2 separate regions of the Rattus norvegicus genome follow, and region 2 is linked to region 1. The links are chromatin contacts, called in public Hi-C maps. All regions are on one chromosome and are shown on one strand. Each heading gives the region's core, a stretch centred on a gene start, on an enhancer-like site or on the middle of the called end of the contact. The rest is flanking DNA. Distances are from core to core; before and after follow the strand shown. Region 1 has its middle 16 kb from the start of Dut. Region 2 overlaps Fbn1 (fibrillin 1).

Region 1 (4,977 bases), core at 701-3,200:
AGGTCAGGATTCAAATACAGGCAGAAGACTCTCAGACCTGGCCAGCATTAGCACTCTCCAACAAAGCCCAGGCTGCTAGCAGCTGACACATAGTACAGTGGCTTTTCACAATTTTTCACTTGAAAGCTATATTTTTTTAAATGTATGTTGGCTTTTACTTTAAAACGTAATTTGTGTTTTATTAATTATAACTCTATATAAAAAGACAGCAACTACGCATTAGCACACTTCATGTTTCTCACGAAAGGGGCAGCTCAGCTGGGCTTCCCCTCTGCTGTGGGAAGGGTGTGTGCTTGGTACAAATGAAGTAAATCCTGGTAATACAGTTCAAATCTCCATACCTGGTGACCAGGGACAGTCTAGGAAGTTTTAACGAGAAAACTGAGTCTAACATGTTGCTGGAGTTTAGTTAGAAGGATGGCTGCCACATAGCCCTCAAGGCTTGCTGTCTGTGACACCATCTGATCACCAGCTCTTTGTTTTTATAAGGTTTCTCGGTGTAGCCCTGGCTGTCCTGGAGCTCACGCTGTAGAGCAGGGTAGCCTTGAACTCACAGAGATCCCCCTGCCTCTTCTGGGGCTATTTCTAGGCTTAAGGACTGCTGGTAGGTTCCTTTCTCACCACCAAGCTCCACCGGTTTCTGTTATTTAGATTTCTGTCTGCAGAGACCTTGAGAACACTACCAGACGGCATAGGTGTGAGTGTGAGGTTGTATTCCTTGACACCTTTGAGTTGTCCCCGTCTGTTCTCTTCAGGATGTAATTCCCAACATTTGGAACTGAACGATTAAGCAGCCATCACTCATGAGATGCAGATGTCCACCACATGCTTACTGCCACGATGTTCACATGGTTGAAAAGAAAAGATAACCCAAGAGATAGAGAGGCCAAGTGCACTTTAAATGGAGTCGACTTTTGATGGAGACGGTGGGTGTGATGGGCTTACAGAACCCACCAGACAGCAGACCAGAGCTGGGTATGCAAGAGCACACAGTAAAGATTGTTTCCCTGCTTTGATTGGAGTAGCAAATCGACCTCAGCCCCCGACATGGCTACTGGTTTGAAAACAATATGTTTTGAAGATCTGAATAAAATGTCCACAAACAAAAGTGCCACATTTAGTACAGAGGGGAGAGTGTGGCAGCAGCAAACCAAGGGCTCAGGGCTTAATCCTTTCAGGAACTTACTGAAAATTATTCCGATTTGTTGTTTGTGATGATAAAACAGGCTGATAATTCTTTCCCAGCTCTGACACATCTGCACCAGGACACGTTTGAAGATTGGAACCCTATGAGGTACTGAAGAAAGCATTCAGCTCTCTCACATTCGAGGTCACACAGTTTTGCAAGTCAAAAACTTTGGGTATGCCAAAAACATCACGCTGCACACTACCAAATAAAAGAACACTGTTATTCTTACAAGGGGAGGCTTGATGGGACGGGAAATAGGCAGGTCAGGGAAGTTTACTTAATACTGAGACTCATTTGACCATCGTGAAGCCAAAATAACAAAGACAGCTCAAAACAAATAAACAAACAGCTGTTGCACAAAGCAAAACCACTGGGTACACGGCCTCCACTGAAGCCACTTATTAGATTTTTTGGCAAATACAAGAAGTGGATAACCTCAGATAACTCCTGGGAAACGTCTAGAAGTCTTCTTATTCGTGCTGCATGCTTTTCACGCAGATCAGGCAGTTTTAATTTGTGGATAGAAAATTCAAACGCAGACTAGATCTGAAAACGTTTCAAATGATTTCATTAATGGGTGATTCTCGAAGAAGCCACATTCTCCTTAAAATGGGGGAGGGGGAGAATAGAGAAAATGGAGGAAAAATCCTAGGCCCTTGGCACAGTTTTCCGTTTTGTTTCAGCACAGCAGGAGGGCAGAGCCGCTGTCTTCTCAGGCCTCCTGAATGCCAGGAGCGATTAGACAAAGTCCACAACCAGCCAAACCTTCTTTAAGGACACAATCTCACTCTTCAAACGACTCCTGCCCATTTGCTCTCAAACGTCGCTACATCCCATCTCCTGCCAGGCTTTGGGTCCACTGGGAGTCTTCAATTATAATTGCAGAATCTTGGTCTTTTTTTAATTTACTTTTTTTTTTTTTTTTTTTTTTTTTTTTTTGCCATTTTTAAAACTAAAAAAGCAAACAAAAAGTGACATCTAGTGGGCATCTGGGTTAAAGCCTCCGGATCAGTGGTTCTCAACCTTCCTAAAGCCTTTAATACAGTTCCTCAATTTGTGGTGACCTCCAGCTATAAAATTATTTTGTTGCTACTTCCTAACTGTATTTTTGCTACTGTTACGAATCAAAAAGTAAATATCTGACATGCAGGATGTCTGATATGCAACTCATGATGGGGTCATTCAACTCCCCGAGGGGTCACATCCCACAGGTTGAGAACCGCTTCTCTGGATGACAGTTTCAATATCGTGTTTTATAAATATTTAAATTTTTTGCTTCTCAAATAGTTTTTTAATCTTCTTAAGATGGAAAAAAACATTTGATAAAAGACTATCCAATAAGAACGGCAAACTGTCCTTTTCTTTCCTTACAGAAAACATTGTTCTTCTCAAAGAATATGAACAAGGAGATAAAGCAAGCAATGCTATTGGGCACTGGGGCGGCTGAGGGTGCCCCGCAGCCAGGTAGGTGGGTGTGAAGACAGTAGGTAGCCAGCCACAGACCCCAGGTGACATGCATTAAGAATACACTTGCACGGTTGGGGATTTGGCTCAGTGGTAGAGCGCTTGCCTAGCAAGCGCAAGGCCCTGGGTTCGGTCCCCAGCTCCGGAAAAAAAAAAAAAGAATACACTTGCACTAGTGCAAATGCAGGGAATCCTGTCGGCTTCCTACGCTGGTGGGTACCTTTGCTGGTTTCCTAAGAGATCAGCAGAGTCCACTGGGATTTTAATTAGGACTGGGAAAGCTGAACCCTGCTCCCTTTAGCTCCCTTCATGCTTCAGAAGTGTCCTCGTGGGTGCACACACTGAATTTGTAGAAAGGCCAGAAAAGGAAATCAGTCACTAAAAGTTTGAAAGATGGTGTTTAAATTTAGTATTTTCTTCCAAGAAAATGTTCAGCTGTAACCTAAGTGCCAGCTGTCCCCAAGTCTTCAGGAATCTTTTTTTTTTTTTTTTTTTTTTTTTGATAACCTGCAAACTCAAACTCACACAGGGTATAGGCACTCCTGAAACTCCCCACAAAACTCCTTCCTCTCCCTACCTTCCCACTCACTGTAACCCTACTTTTTGGCTACTTTATTGGGTTCTTATATCTACCACCTTTTGCCACCCTTATCCCTTCCCAATCCCAACACTAGGTAGGAGAGAAAGGTTAGCAGGGAAAGGGGGTGCGCATCTCTTTAGACTACTTCCTGCTGGCTAGGAGCAGCAAGTTACTAGGGGCAAGTCCAATCTTCGGAGTCAGGATATCTCCAACCTGCAAACCAGCAAAGCAGCAAACAGAATGCAGCAGTAGCAAAACCACAAATGGAACTGCAGTGACCAGCAGCAAAAGGAAGCAGCAGCGGCAGGAATCATCATTATCATCCCATCATCATCGTCAGCAGCAGCAGCAGGAGTCATCATCATCGTCACCCCATCATCATCATCATTGTCAGCAGCAGCAGCAGGAGTCATCATCATTGTCATCCCATCATCATCGTCAGCAGCAGCAGCAGGAGTCATCATCATCGTCACCCCATCATCATCATCATCATCATCATCATCATCGTCATCGTCAGCAGCAGCAGCAGGAGTCATCATCATTGTCATCCCATCATCATCATCGTCAGCAGCAGCAGCAGCAACAGCAGCAGCAGCAAATTTATACCCTCTCAAGATTCCCCTTAATTCCAAATGTATCTATCTGCACCTGTCAAAAATCATACCCTACCTACAGCACAAGTCATAGTGAGTGGCTGTGGATGATCTGTAGCAGGCTCAAATCCCACACCTGGGATTAAAACAAAAACAGTCACACAACACGACTGGGCTTTTCAAGAAAACAAACTTCTCACTGTTCAGATTCCAAGAGCTCCGTGCACCCAGAGCACTGTATGAAATGTCACTTGTCCCGTTTCCCCCAACCCCTTTGACCAAAATGTTTTTTCCTTTTCACGCCCTTCTAAAGCACTACTGTTGTGGAAATATAGTTGTCGATTAGGCTGAATTGTGGGGATAGAGACAAGGGAGCTACAGCACTAATGGCTCAGCCAGCAGATTAAAATGTCACCCATGATGCTAGGGAGCCTGGGATGTTTCAAAATATTTGCGGAAGAATTGGGAGTGGGAAAATTAAGGTTACATAGGGGTCAGTCATCCACAGTGCTGTCTGAACCATGGGAGGAGGTGGGACCTACTGAAAGGCTTTCATTCATACTTGGAACTTCTGTAACATTTTCAAAGCAAGAATCTTGGCAATACCCGAGGCAGGAAATTTCTCCGTTCTCTTCTCCTATAAGTCCCCTGCCATGTCTGGAGGAGGCTGAGGAGGCTTCTCAGCTGACTCAGGTCACCCAGAAGTTAAGACAAAGGAACTGGCTTCCACCTCACCCTAAGTAGTCCATCCAGGTGTGCAGAATCGATCCTTTAGGTAAAAGTAATATAGTTCAGCATATGGCTCATTCCTCACTTTAAAAGACCCCTCTCTTCCTGTGTTCTCTAATTCAAGTGCCCAGGATTGAGTCTTCAAGGAGTGGGCATGGATTAATGTATTAGGAAAAAGCAGTTGCAAAAATAAGCCCTACAGAAAAGTCTTGAAGAGAAAGAAGACAGCAAACAGGTGATTATTTTGCCTCAACAAGATGTTCAATAGACACTGTGCTGTGCCCAAATAGAACCACCTTGAAAAAAACCCCACCTCACCCCTTAGGCTCTTCTCATTTTTCACAGCTCACACAGTCATGGCTAACCTGGAAGGCTGATGCACAGGCCTGGCCCAAGGGCCAGTGACAAGCGACCTCATTCCT
Region 2 (4,977 bases), core at 1,437-3,936, 41 kb before region 1:
TAGAACACCCGACAATACAATGCAGCCACGTGATTCATATTTCAGTGTACAGCTTCTGTCATGTTCTTCACATCTTGCTGAGAGGTAATTGGTTTCTCCAAGAAGACTCCTCTGGATCAGCCCATGCAGAACTGGGCGCACTCACACAGCTGAGCGTGCCAGGCTCCCTCTTTCCTAGCTCCCATCAGGTTATGGATAACTTTGGCTGGATGTTTCTTACTGTCTTTAAGGCATCTTTTAGCCTTCGCTCTTGAGTTTACATTAGAAATTATTTTGAAAAAGCACATTAAATGAGTTGAATAATTAACTGTATTTCCCAAGTAGAAAAACTTGTGAATGATGTGAATATGAATGTGTTTATGACAGTTGGGGCAGAGAAGAAACACTGTTTATCAATGGCTTAAAATTTTAGAAGGTGTTAAAGTTGAGTTCTTCCTTAATGACTTGAATGTACATGTAGTTTATGAATCTTTGTTCTTGTTTTTGTTTTGAGATAGGGTTTCTCTGTGTAACAGAGACCTGGCTGTCCTGGACTCAAATTCTGGCTGGCCTTGAATTTACAGAGATCTGTCTGCTTCTGCCTCCTGAGTGCTGGGATTAAAGCATGTGCCACCACTACTTCTGGCCTAGTTCTTAATTTAGAACTCTATCTGCGTATTTGTTTCTCTCTGTCCCTGCCCATCACACACACACACACACACACACACACACACACACACACACAATCACATACACACTTATCCCAAATATGAACTCAGTAGTCCTGGAGTCTCTGACACACTGGCTTTCAGGGACTTATTCCAGTCTGCATTAACTTCAAGGTAGAAGAATTCTTTGTGGGAAGCTCTTGGAATGCCAGCAGTAGGACCCAAATTCCCAGATGTCTGTCTGGCTCTCAGTTGACTCAGTATTTTTTTACAGTTCAATGCCAGAACCATTTTTCCCAGAAAAAAAAAATTGTGACACTCCAAACTGGCTTTTTGCCAGTGGGATTTTGTAGCCACATTTCTTATAAGTGGTGCTCCTGGGACAAGAAAATACTGGAGAAAAGTTCTGAGAAAGAAGCCAAGCCTGTAGATCTGGGCTTGCTTCCTGAAGCCATCGTACATGGATGCACATATAGGCATCCCCTCCACCCATTCCCTTGTCCATCCATGCTCCATGCTGCTAGGCAAAGAGGGGAACAAATGCATGCACTCAGAAGACCCCAGGAACCAGAAAGAAGCTCTAAAGTGTAGTGGGAACCAAGAGATAATCTGTCTTGGTGTTGTATTTTGAATCCTATGGACAAACAAATGAATGAGCTGTGGAGAACAAGTCAGCTATTGTAGAGAAGCGGGTTAGTAGGCTTTGGTGCACATTTTGTGGTAGAAATCCACCCTTTTATAACAGCTTTGGCTTCCCTGTGATATCATTTGGGTGGACTTTACCCCCCAAGTAAGGGTTCTTTTAGGATAATCTCTAGGTTCCCAACACATTTAGTAAGGGAGTCTGACAAAAACAAATCAGATACTGTGTGGGGCTCACGCCATAACTTGGCTTCCACAACTGAAAAGCAAAGGAACAAGGATTAGATCTCCCTAGGGCATGGGTTTGTTTATCCGCCTTCAGATGAATCAACCCCAATGGCCTTAGTGGTTTGAAATGACTCGAAGTTAAACTGTTTCCCACAGTTGGGCAAACTCTGCTCTGGTCCATGCTGTATATAAGAGTATATTGGACATCTTCACAGCATGGACTCCTATCAACCCACAGACACTGTGTGGACTTCCCATCCTACATCAGCAAGAGTAAACTGTCAAATAGAAGTGATCGCTGAGAACAAGGATTAGGGAAGGATGATGGTAGTGTTGGAATAAGAAGTGAGCCATTAAGACCTGGGGAAGAGCACTCCACACTGAGCCAGCAGGGGGCAGAAGTGATGGAGAAGGCAATGGTTGGACTATGGACACAAAACATAAAAACGCAGGATATAAAACAGAAAAGACTGGGGTGGAGGGGTGGTGGGAGCAAAGATAGCAAGCATCAGGAAGGTGGGAGACATGAGAAAAAGAAGGCCACCAAAACATACTGTGTCCAACTATGCCATAATGCTATCTGACATACTGTTTGCCGATCTTTAAACTTAAAACATAAAAATCAAGGTCACAGCGGAGGAAGAAATATGGTGTCCAGGAAAGAGGTTCCAGATATGGCCCACCTGCCCACTCACCACTATCTCCTAGAGGTACAGCTGGCAGGGGGCCTTCTGTACTCCCACGGGACATGTTTGCTTCTCTTTTATGTTAACAGTGGCCCGCTAAGTCACATGATCTCGCTCACCCTTGATCTTCAGTTTTCAGTGTGTCCCCTCCCTGCATGAGTACTGCAGACATTTGGCTGGGAAATGAAGGGACAAAGAAGTAGGCAAACCAGTGTCTTGAGAGAAAGAGCTCTGTACTCAGGGCACTGGAATTAGGAGCTAAACACCCAGGCATTGGTATGATGTTTAGAAGCCAATACTGTCCAGTGGACAGTCTGTCATCAGCAGGGAGACTGAACATCGGTGCTGCTGGATCTGACAGAAATTGCCTTGTGCTCCTTTCCTCGGTAGGCATTGTGTTTCTGGAATGGGCATGGGCCGAGGTGGCCCAGAGCCACCTGCCAGTGGCGAGATGGATGACAACTCACTGTCCCCAGAGGCCTGCTATGAGTGTAAGATCAATGGCTACCCAAAACGAGGCAGGAAACGGAGAAGCACGAATGAAACAGATGCCTCTGACATCCAGGTACGTCAGGGTCTCTCCTTGCCTGCAGATATGTGAGGGTTCCTATGGTTCCCTACAAGGACACCTCAAAGAGCGAAGTCTCCCCAGACGGAGAGTCCAGTCATTCTCCTGGCTCTAGCCATACTCTGCAAGAGGCCATGGGGTTTGGGGGTTTGCTTTATTTATTTATTTTGGCTGCCGCTTGGGAGTGGCCGTTTGACAGATCTCACACACTTGCTCATTTCCTCCGTCTCACCAAGAAGAAAGTCAAACGCCTACCCAGTGTCTGCAGACAGGACAAGGTCTGTAGTCAAGCATAGCAAGTGGGCAGAATGGCATGCACACATGGAACTCCCCACAGGGAAACCAAGGTGTAGAAAGGGCTCTTCCATGGAAACTAGCCATAAGGAGTGGGGGTGGGAGAGGACTCGACTGGTGAGCAGGAACATATGATGCGATGCAAAGTCAGGAATGCACTCATTCACCGGATCTCTGGCTCCAGGCTGGGAGCATTCTAGTCCATGTGGTCCCAAAGAGGCGAGCAGAAAGCTAAGGGAAAAGCACCAAACGTTAACAGCTCATCACGGCCAGGAAGTAGGTTCATAGGTGTGTCCTTTAAAAGAGTTAGTTTCCTGTCAGTGAGAGAAATTGAAACAGACGTGTCCTGAGTACTTGTCTTGCTACCCACCTGCTGTGGTTTGGGAAATGAGATAAGTCTTTAAAAAGAAAACAAACTATGAAGCAAGCTTTTAAAACAACATCACTGTGCTTGAGTCACCTGGTAGGCTTGTTAGAATGGAGTGCTGGGAAAAGCCCCAGGAATTCTAATTCAACGGGTCTGGGAGGTGCTAAGGATTGGCATGTCTAATGGTTTCCAGACATGCTAAGGCCGCTGGTTCAGGGACCAACCACACTTCGAGACCTACTGAGAGACATGATTTCAACCTGGCTTAATTTTTCGAGACTACGTTTGTGACTTAAACAAAGTGCCTATGAGTGTGCCTTTTCAGCTTACCCTACCGCACAAGCAGAGAACTGTATTTGACTTGAGAGTTGAATGGCTTTTTCTTTAGTGTGAGAACTGAAGGACATATTTAATTGGAGTTAACCCATCACCATGTGTCTTTCCAGGATGGGTCTGAAATGGAAGCCAACGTGAGCCTCGCGAGCTGGGATGTGGAGAAGCCAGCTAGCTTTGCTTTCAATATTTCCCATATCAATAACAAAGTCCGAATCCTAGAGCTCCTGCCGGCCCTTACAACTCTGATGAACCACAACAAATACTTGATCGAGTCTGGAAATGAAGATGGCTTCTTTAAAATCAACCAGAAAGAAGGGGTCAGCTACCTCCACTTCACGAAGAAGAAGCCAGTGGCTGGAACCTACTCCTTACAAATCAGCAGTACTCCACTTTATAAAAAGAAAGAACTTAACCAGTTAGAAGACAGATATGACAAAGACTACCTCAGCGGTGAACTGGGCGATAACCTGAAGATGAAAATTCAGATCTTGCTGCATTAACTTACCATCCAGAGACCAAATAATTAAAAAAGAAAAAGCAACTTTAGGTAGGTAGGATTATATTTTCCCCAAGCCAGAACCTGCATGGTACAATCATTCACCGAGTCGATCTGTGTAAATGAGCACCATTCTTGGATGGCAACACCAAGGTACAGCGACGATCCTAGTTCAAACAACCACTCTCTCAAGCTTCTCGTGAGTAGCTCAGCTACCCTGTCATGGGTATTGATTCCTGAGAACTGGGACATGAGTATCGGCGGAAGTTGGCCGTGCGTGCCGACCGGCCATCTTTCCAGCCGCCCCACAGAAGCATGTTTCCATCTGACGGACCGCTCCGTGGGTCTTCAAATTTCGAAACTTTGCTTCTCCGAGTGCAAGTAGTAGAGGTCTTTGCTGTCTGTTTGGTGCTAGTAAATTCTCAAAATAGATTTATCGATGCACTGTAATAAGGACACAAGGTAGGAACCAAAATGCTAAGTACTCAGTTCAAATGCTTCATTCATTTCAATCAACCAAAGTTAGTTCAGTAGCTTATCTCACTTATGAGTATGGTGCAGTACATGTAAATTAAGTGTGTGTACACTGTAACGTGCTATTTTTATCATTGAAACATTTATAAACTACAATAATAAAGCCCTTAATGTGAGGGTTTGTAATGGTGCTTATTAAGACCAAAGACTTGTTAAACATCTACACCAAGTGGTAGTGG

The links. A called contact is a pair of places that touch in the nucleus more often than the background predicts.
Region 2: a Hi-C map of the A7r5 cell line shows a contact between it and region 1, with 4 times the contacts expected there. The contact joins two enhancer-like sites. A contact is called at or near these places in 5 of 12 Hi-C or Micro-C datasets (the A7r5 cell line, the Rat2 cell line, frontal cortex and 2 more).

Annotation. Positions count from the first base shown.
Region 1 is chr3:132,966,359-132,971,335 of GRCr8, reverse strand. No RefSeq gene overlaps it. Among named protein-coding and RNA genes, the nearest start is that of Dut, 16 kb to the right of the region's middle. Within about 2 kb of position 1,950, at least 7 of the 93 cell types and tissues checked have an H3K27ac peak or open chromatin away from gene starts, as enhancers often do.
Region 2 is chr3:133,007,975-133,012,951 of GRCr8, reverse strand. Fbn1 (fibrillin 1) reads left to right here. Exons shown (of 65, transcript NM_031825.2): 64 at 2,594-2,768; 65 at 3,879-4,591. The coding sequence ends at 4,268. Among named protein-coding and RNA genes, the nearest start is that of Dut, 58 kb to the right of the region's middle. Within about 2 kb of position 2,686, at least 8 of the 93 cell types and tissues checked have an H3K27ac peak or open chromatin away from gene starts, as enhancers often do.